Regions from separate parts of the Hordeum vulgare genome. Here region 2 is linked to region 1. Evidence: chromatin contacts called from public Hi-C data. All regions are on one chromosome and are shown on one strand. The core of a region is the stretch at or near the end of the contact, and the rest is flanking DNA. Distances in the headings are between cores, read along the strand shown.

Evidence for each region. Hi-C and Micro-C count contacts between places; a contact is called where the count stands out from the background.
Region 2: a Hi-C map of leaf shows a contact between it and region 1, with 2.3 times the contacts expected there. The contact joins the enhancer-like site here to the promoter of LOC123443753 in region 1. A contact is called at or near these places in 2 of 6 Hi-C or Micro-C datasets (leaf and seedling).

The regions. Positions count from the first base shown.
Region 1 is chr3H:327,061,443-327,065,382 of MorexV3_pseudomolecules_assembly, reverse strand. LOC123443753 (protein CONSERVED IN THE GREEN LINEAGE AND DIATOMS 27, chloroplastic) reads left to right here and starts at 2,019. Exons shown (of 7, transcript XM_045120275.1): 1 at 2,019-2,379; 2 at 2,493-2,645; 3 at 2,899-2,976; 4 at 3,899-3,940. The coding sequence starts at 2,113.
Region 2 is chr3H:327,237,129-327,240,982 of MorexV3_pseudomolecules_assembly, reverse strand. No RefSeq gene overlaps it. Among protein-coding and RNA genes, the nearest start is that of LOC123443753, 180 kb to the right of the region's middle. Within about 2 kb of position 2,277, at least 3 of the 3 cell types and tissues checked have open chromatin away from gene starts, as enhancers often do. A contact at or near this core is called in leaf and seedling, where this site is marked.

The sequences.
Region 1 (3,940 bases), core at 770-3,269:
AGCTGGCAGAGGTGCTCCAAGGCCATTCACTGCCCCTAGGCAATCTCCTGCCTCCACTTCTAGTGCTATTCCTACTCATGGTGCACACATTGGATGGATGGCCTACTTCACTGCTAGTGGTGCTGGAAGATTCGGCATGTAATGTTGAACTAGAGTTTGTTGTTATTCTGGTTATGGTACAATGAGCTATAATGCTACAAAGTGATGTTGAACAGATTCTACAGTTTGTTGTTATTTTGGTTGAGCTCCTCCTCTCCTCTCATCAGCTCAGCAACCTGAAGCTCCAACTTTCCCCTGTCTTCACTGTGCACTTCCTTTCCTTTTAATAGATCAGCAATTTGAAACTTCAACTCCAGCTTCTCTTGAGTAAGCTTCTCTCAGACTTTGTGAGCTCTGCATTCTTCAACTCCAATTTCTCCATAGCTTCAGTGTACAGTTGCTTCTCTTTCATATGCTTGAACTTCAAGTTCTGGATGACACCTGCTTGAGCTCTTGTCAGGTTAACCAGGAGTTCATATTTTTCATCTAGATGGTTGTGATCTTCATCTTTCTTTGCCATCTGTCCTTTCATATCAGCAACTGCTTCACTTCTACATTGCTGCCGATAGGTTAGGTTAGACTACAGATAACTCAAATCAATCACCCTTTCCTCCTGGAAATCAATCAGACCATGCACATCTTTAACTAACTTGTCATAGTTGGCATCCAGATTATTCTTCTCTTCTGTTAGATGGTGAAAAGTTAGAGCACTCTTAAGATTATCACTCACCCCTACCATTCTTGGTATCTTCAAACATTGCCCAAAGCTTCAACAATGCATTCTCCATTGTTATGGACCACTCCTGATCAACCCATTCAACAAAACCACAATTATCACCTTCCTGCAATTAAAGATCAAATTGAACCATTACAACATAAGTACATCAATTACTCTGCTATTCAAAAATTCAGCTATTACAACATAAGTACGTCAAATACTCTAACAACAACTATAGTTATCAAATTATGCACTTTTTTACAGCAACAAGAGCTCTAAAATTTTGTTGTTCTTTGCTCAACAACAAGAGCATATGAAACTGGCATCAAGGACACTATCATTTCTTTACAGTAAACAAACAATATAATCTATCAACTAAGAAAGAAACTTACAGGCTCTGCACATGCTAAGAACCTTCTCCCTGTGTTTGTGCCTTCAAATGCGACATGCCTCATCGATGCCTTGCCGTGCTTATCACAGAACATCATGATATCAAGCTCAAGCCCATGGTAATCCGGGTCCTCAACTGAAGCTGGAACCTGCACAAGCTAAAACATATCACTCCACTGCCAAAGGATGAGGAACAAACCAAACCAAAAGAAATCCTCAAGTAAAAAAGCTATCTAAATAGAAAAATCGCCAAATATTCTAACCCTAACCTAACCCTAGCTCGAATGAGCTCACCTGGTAAATCCCATCGGTGGAGGAGTTGGAGGAGTGCATGTACGGGAGGGTAGACTGGTCGTCGCTGCTATCGTCCTCAAAAACCATGGCGGCAGCGACGACGCGCTGCTACGGGCGTGTGGCGCTCGAAAACGTCGGCGAGGAGAGTGGTCGGTTGGGGAGGAGGGGAGAGGCCGACCGGGTCGGGCTCGTCCTAGTCACCGCGAGGGCACGAGTCGGTTGGCCACCGTGGCACCCGACGGGTGGGACCAACCGGTCAGTTCGAGCGTCAATACATATAAAACACGAATATAGAGTTATGTGCAACGGCGTCACATAATGTTGATATTGAATAAAAAATTAGGAATCTTGATATCAATCTACACGTACTGTCTTAATTATGATACTTCTTGTGATTAACTCTCACATGAAGGAGAACGTGAGTATAACGTAGAATAGCACGGCGGCACGAGCAGGCAGCGTGCCACGGCGCATCCCACCACGTGTAGGCAGCGTCTCCAGACCTGGCCGTCGCCCGTCGCGACCACTCCACTGCCTCACCCACAAAAAACCGCAAGCAAAAACCAGCGCCACGTAAAAGGTACACGGCTATACATGGTGCCGTGCCCTCTCGCTCCTTCTCTACTCACGTTTGTACGGTAGGCTAGAAGATAATAGGCGTGAGTTTTTCCATGTTGCTCCGCCTGAAGATTACCACCGTCCAGCCTGTGGCGCTGCTTCTTGGGCACGACCATGGCGGGACAGCATCCCCGCGGCAGTTCGCCGGAGCCTTTCCGCAGGGCGGCAGAGCGTCCACGAGGACAAAGAGGCTGAGGGGCGTGGCGGTGGCGATGGCGCTAAAGGAGGAGGAGCCGGAGAGCAGCCGAAGCCGCTTCGCCGGGGGCGGCCTGAGCTGGGACCCCAGGATGGAGATCGGAGTCCCATACGAGCAAAGACCGGTATGGTTTACCGTCTCGAACAGAAAGAATTGCACTTGGGGCATGCACCTTGCAGTCTGAATGAAAGATGTACTACTACTCATTTTGCTGGTTAATTTGGATGATTGGCTCAGGTTAACGAGTACTCCGCTCTCAAGGAGAGCACCTTGTATTCGTGGGCAGAGCTCAGTCCAGGCTCCTTCTTCATGCGCCTAGGCAGCCTGTGCCTGGTCACATTTACAGTTCTGGCGGCCCCAATCTCAGCCGCAAGTTTCAGTCCCGGAAAGGTATGACAGTTCCTATATTTTCAGTTCCGTTCGAAAGTGTCATTTCAGTACATAATAAGCAGCGGAATTTATGTACTCCCTTTGTCCTAAAATAAGTGATGCAAATTTTGTATTAAGTTAGTATAAATTTTATATTAAAGCAGCGACACTTATTTTAGGAGCGAGGAAGTACTAGTATGTTATTCCCAACAGTGCAACAAATACATGATGTGTGTGACCATTTCTCCGTGACATGTATGTCAACGCTATGCAGGATCCGCTCAAGTTTGTGCTGGCTGCTGGGATTGGGACCCTGCTCCTCGTATCTCTTGTGGTTCTCAGGATTTACCTGGTAAGTGTGGCGAACGCCGGCCGTAATCCCTAACAGGAAACTGTGCTAGTAGGCTGGTTGTAATGGAAGTATCATAAGTAGTATTATGTATGCCACCTAGGCGTATTTGATGAGGTGACACAGAATTAAATAAAGAAAGAGATGATTGAGAGGATGCTTGGATCCAAGAGACTAAAACTAATCTAACTAAAACTTGTCTCTTTAAGAGGCTAAAGTTTTAAGCACCCCTGACTAAAGAGAGGCTAAAACTAGTCTTGAGGCTAAAAATTTTTAATCAGAGATACCCCTACTAAAATGTGCATTAGAGCATGGTTAATAGTATAGCCAAATGCTGGTTATAAGCCATCTTATAGCCCACCTTATAGCTAGCTTGTACAATAGTTAGCTACAAAAGAGTACTACTTTTATCATATATGGCCCACCTTTCATTCTCACAAAGCACCTAGGAGCACGTGTTAGAGCTGACTCTTCACGAAGAGCCCGCTTCCCTTCTCTCTCCTCTTCTCTCTCATCCAACTCAGCAAAAATATAGTATTTTAATCCTTACAGTCTGCTGACTGTACCTTATTGTACTTGCTCTTAGTCCTCTCTCTCCTCATTTAACTCCTCATGCAAGTTCTGGATTGGAGGGTTTGGAGGATAATAAATGTTCATTAACTTGATTTTAGTCTCTTTAGTATTTGGATCCAAGCATGGGTGAGGCTAGCAAGTTTTAGTCTCACTATTTTTAGTCATGGGACTAAAACGTATCCAAGCACCCTCTAAGTATCATATTATAATACCGTATCATATTAAATGATGTGCTAGTATATGTCATGCATGACAATAAATGAACCGTTCTATGATACTAGTACATGATACTATGCACTACGGATGTGGTATCATACACTAGTATATTACAACCAGCCGTATAATGCTGCAGGGTTGGAGCTACGTTGGCGACAGGCTATTGTCGGCAGTTGTG
Region 2 (3,854 bases), core at 1,028-3,527, 180 kb before region 1:
ATAAACTCAAAGTTCATCGGATTCCAACAAACACCCCCGCAAAAGGACTTACATCATATGGGTTTCCAAGAGACCATTGTATTGATAATCAACAGAGAGAGAGAGAGAGAGGAAGCCATCTAGCTACTAACTATGGACACGTAGGTCTACAAAGAACTACTCACGCATCATCGAAGAGGCACCAATGGACATGATGAACCCCTCTGTGATGGTGTGTAGATTGGATCTGGTGTTTCTGGACTCTACGGTGCTTGGAATTGATTTTCGTACCCCTTCCTAGGGTTTCTGGAATATTCGGGTACTTATAGAACAAAGAGGCGGTGCGGGAGGCCAACAAGGAGGGCACAACCCACTGGGGTGCGCCTGGGACCCCAGGCACGCCCTGGTGGGTTGTGCTCCCATCAGATCTCCCCTCACGTGCGTTCCTAGCCCACTGGATGTCTTCTAGCCCAAAAAATACGAAAAAGGTTCGTTGCGTTTGGACTCCGTTTGGTATTAATTTCATGCGATGTAAAAAACATGTAGAAAACAACAACTGGCATTGGGCACTATGTCAATAGGTTAGTACCAAAAAAGATATAAAATGATTGTAAAACATCCAAGAATGATAATATAGCAACATGGAACAATAAAAAATAATAGATACATTGGAGACGTATCAGCTCCTTCCGCGTCCCCAACCGCATCATCACCGACAATGGCATGCAATTCACCAGCGGCCTCTTCAAGTCGTACTGCGCCAACATCAACACGTAGGTTTGCTACGCCTCCATGGCACACCCGTGAAGCAACGACCAGGCTGAGTGTGCCAACACTAAGGTCCTGAAGAGCCTCAAGAGAATAAGCTTCAACCAGAAGTGCATAGCCTGCGTCAAAGGTTGTCTCGACGAATTACAATCTGTGCTATGGTCGATCTGGACAACAGTGACCAAGGCTATCGGCTAAACACACTTCTTCCTCATCTACGGGGCGGAAGCAGTCCTCCCCATCGAGCTCAAGCATGGGTCCCCGAGGGTCTTGGCCTTCAAGGAGAAGCGCCAAGATGACCGGCGGGAAACTGATGTGCTCCTCTTCGAGGAGGCATACCGCGAGTCCGATCTCCATGTTGACCGGTATCAACGTGCGCTACGTTGCTACCACAACCGCAACATACACCCCCTATCTTGACGTTGGCGATCTTCTATTGCGACTGATCCTCTCCAGAGAAGGACTCCACACACTCTCACCAATGTGGGAGGCCTTGTTCAGGGTCATCCATGTTTCCTGACCTGGCGCAGCACAGCTGGAGATGGAGGAGGGTGTTTCGATATAAAACACATGGAATATCCAACATCTCCACAAGTTCTATCTGTGACCTCGCACGTACAAACGCAAGGGGCTATACATGCCCCAAAGCCTCTCTTCATGCATCACCTCAAGGCCACAAGAGCTTCCACCCATGTCCACGTGGGTCCCCCATGCCCATACATGGCACGAATGTAACCCGAGGGCGCAACCTAGCCACAAAATCCTCAAGATGGCTCATGTCCAGCATGACAACATTTTTGTCCACCCTTTGAGGGCGCGACCTAGCCACATCATCCTCAAGCTGACCTGTGGCCATCACAACAACAAGGGTTTTTTGGTTGCGAAATTTACTCTTTCGTGTAGTAGTAAAGTTGTTTTCGCAAAGTGTTTCATGTGTTAGATAACTGTTTTGTACTTAGGAACGGTTCGCACTTGCGACCTCCTTCATGACAATCACCCGAGCGGGTGCTAGGCATGGTGCCCGTATTCACAGCGCCGTGAAACCCAAGCAACTGAGCTCTAGCATGCGGGGCTGCTCCCGTGCACATCACCTCACCAAGATCATTGGTGTTCTATCTCCTCGCATGACACCCATAAGTGAGCTCATGAGCGTGTGTTGTCGCATCAACTTAAAAGATATGCTAGTACGGTTGTCACCGCGGGAACAAGGCGTCGAAGGCCTCGTGGGGGCGGTCTGCCGCTCTACATTTGCCGGACACCCAGAGGACGCATCACGAATCAATGCCTCACAAAGCACTTGCAGCAAGCTGCAACACCTCAGGGTTCAGGCATCACAAAAAAGCTAAGTCCGAACATTTTGTAATTTCCTAGGAGCTTCCTGAACTTTTCTTCCTTGTGATATTGTCGAGCACCTTTATTTTCTCCTTGGCACGATTGGCTTGCATGTCAAAGGGGCGTCCTAACATCGTGCCGGAGGAGCCATTACTGCCAGCCAGAAGGTTAACCTCACTGGCCTTGTTGGACCACGCCTCAACATACCAGTGGCGGTCAGTATGCTCGGGGGCTGGGTCCACGTGACGTAGAGCAAAAAAGGCAATGTAAAAAAGGAAGGCAAATCACACAAGAAAATCGCAGAATAGCAATAAAAGATTGGAACTTTGTGCGATTACAAAAATAAATTGCCTTTATGCCCCCACGGGGCCTTGTGAACTGTGGTGGGGCGGGAAGGAAATAAAAAGATAAAGTCCTCAGGCTGAGGAGGTGTCGTCTTCGCTGTCAGGACCAACCACCTCAGGGTCGCCTCCTTCTTTGGAGGGCTCAGCAACGTGCGTGAATCGCTCAATCAAGGACTCCACGTGCTCGTGCACCCCCTTCATGAGATTGTTTTGGAGCTCCTCCGGCACATGGTCCACCACATGGGCGAGGTCAAAGGCGGGTTCATAGCGGATGAGGTTGCTGAAGACGCGTGTTGCTGCCTGGTCCATGAGCTTGTGGGCACCTACCTCAATGGTGGCGTCCTGCCTGCTGACTCCCAGCTCTAATGTCTCCACCACCTTGGTGAATAAGTCGGGGTAGCTGCCGTCGTACTTGGTGATGGGCATGTCTGCAACGTCCTCGACGAAGCAGCTGAGCACCCCATGAGCTCGCGTAGCGAGCCCTAGGAACAGCTTGGCGTGTTATGACTCCATCGTCTGTGCCCACGCAACCTCATCTTGGGCCTTCTTAACAATCTTGGAGACGTCACCAACCTGCGCCTAGAGCGACTGCAACTACCCTTCAGCTTGTTCCTTTCCCTTATGGGCAAGGTGGAGGTTTTCCTCAACCTGCTGGAGCTACTCCTTGAGCTCAGTGACCTCCTTATGGAGCTCCTCGGGCTTGGCCTTAAATAGGTCTCCTCTTGCCATGATGCTCCTTCAGGAGATTTGCCCGCTCCTTCACAACCTGGGCATTATTATCAGCCTTGATATTTTCCTCCTTCCACTCAAGCTGAGCATTGTCCATGGCGCGTGCCTTCTTGAAGGCAGCCTTATCAACAAACGCGTGGTTTTCCATGGTCGTGAGGTGCTCCCGCTCCGCTTCCTGGTCGGAGGTGGTCTTGACGAGCCCACAATCCTGAATCGCCAGGCCCCCCTCACGGCCGGTGAGCGTCTCCTCCCTGTTGGCCAGTTCCTCCTCACGGGCGACGTAGTGCCACTCGCGTGCCGCGAGTGCGTCCTCGTGCACCCGGATCTCTTGCTCTCAGAGGGCGATCTTCTCCTCCACCCCCTTGCACGGGCCCTACCTCATGGCACTGCAGGTTGGCCGCCTCCATGTTGTGGATGGTGTTTTCCCAAAGCTCCTTGGCGTCATGGGCGGCTTTGTTCCTCTTCTCCTGGGTGTGCTCGTGCTGCTGGAGGCCCAGCTTGATGCCCAACTAGAGCTTGCACCACACAACCACTAATCCCAAGCGCTCAGCCACGAGGTGCGCCTCCTCCGCTTGGAGGTCGGCCTAGAGCATGTCGAGTGCGGTCCGAGCACTCTCGAAGGCCCTGTACCGCACTAGAGGGGTGTTTGGTTGGGCTTCCATCCAGCTTCCGGCTTTCGACTTCGAAGCCAAAAGCTCCTAT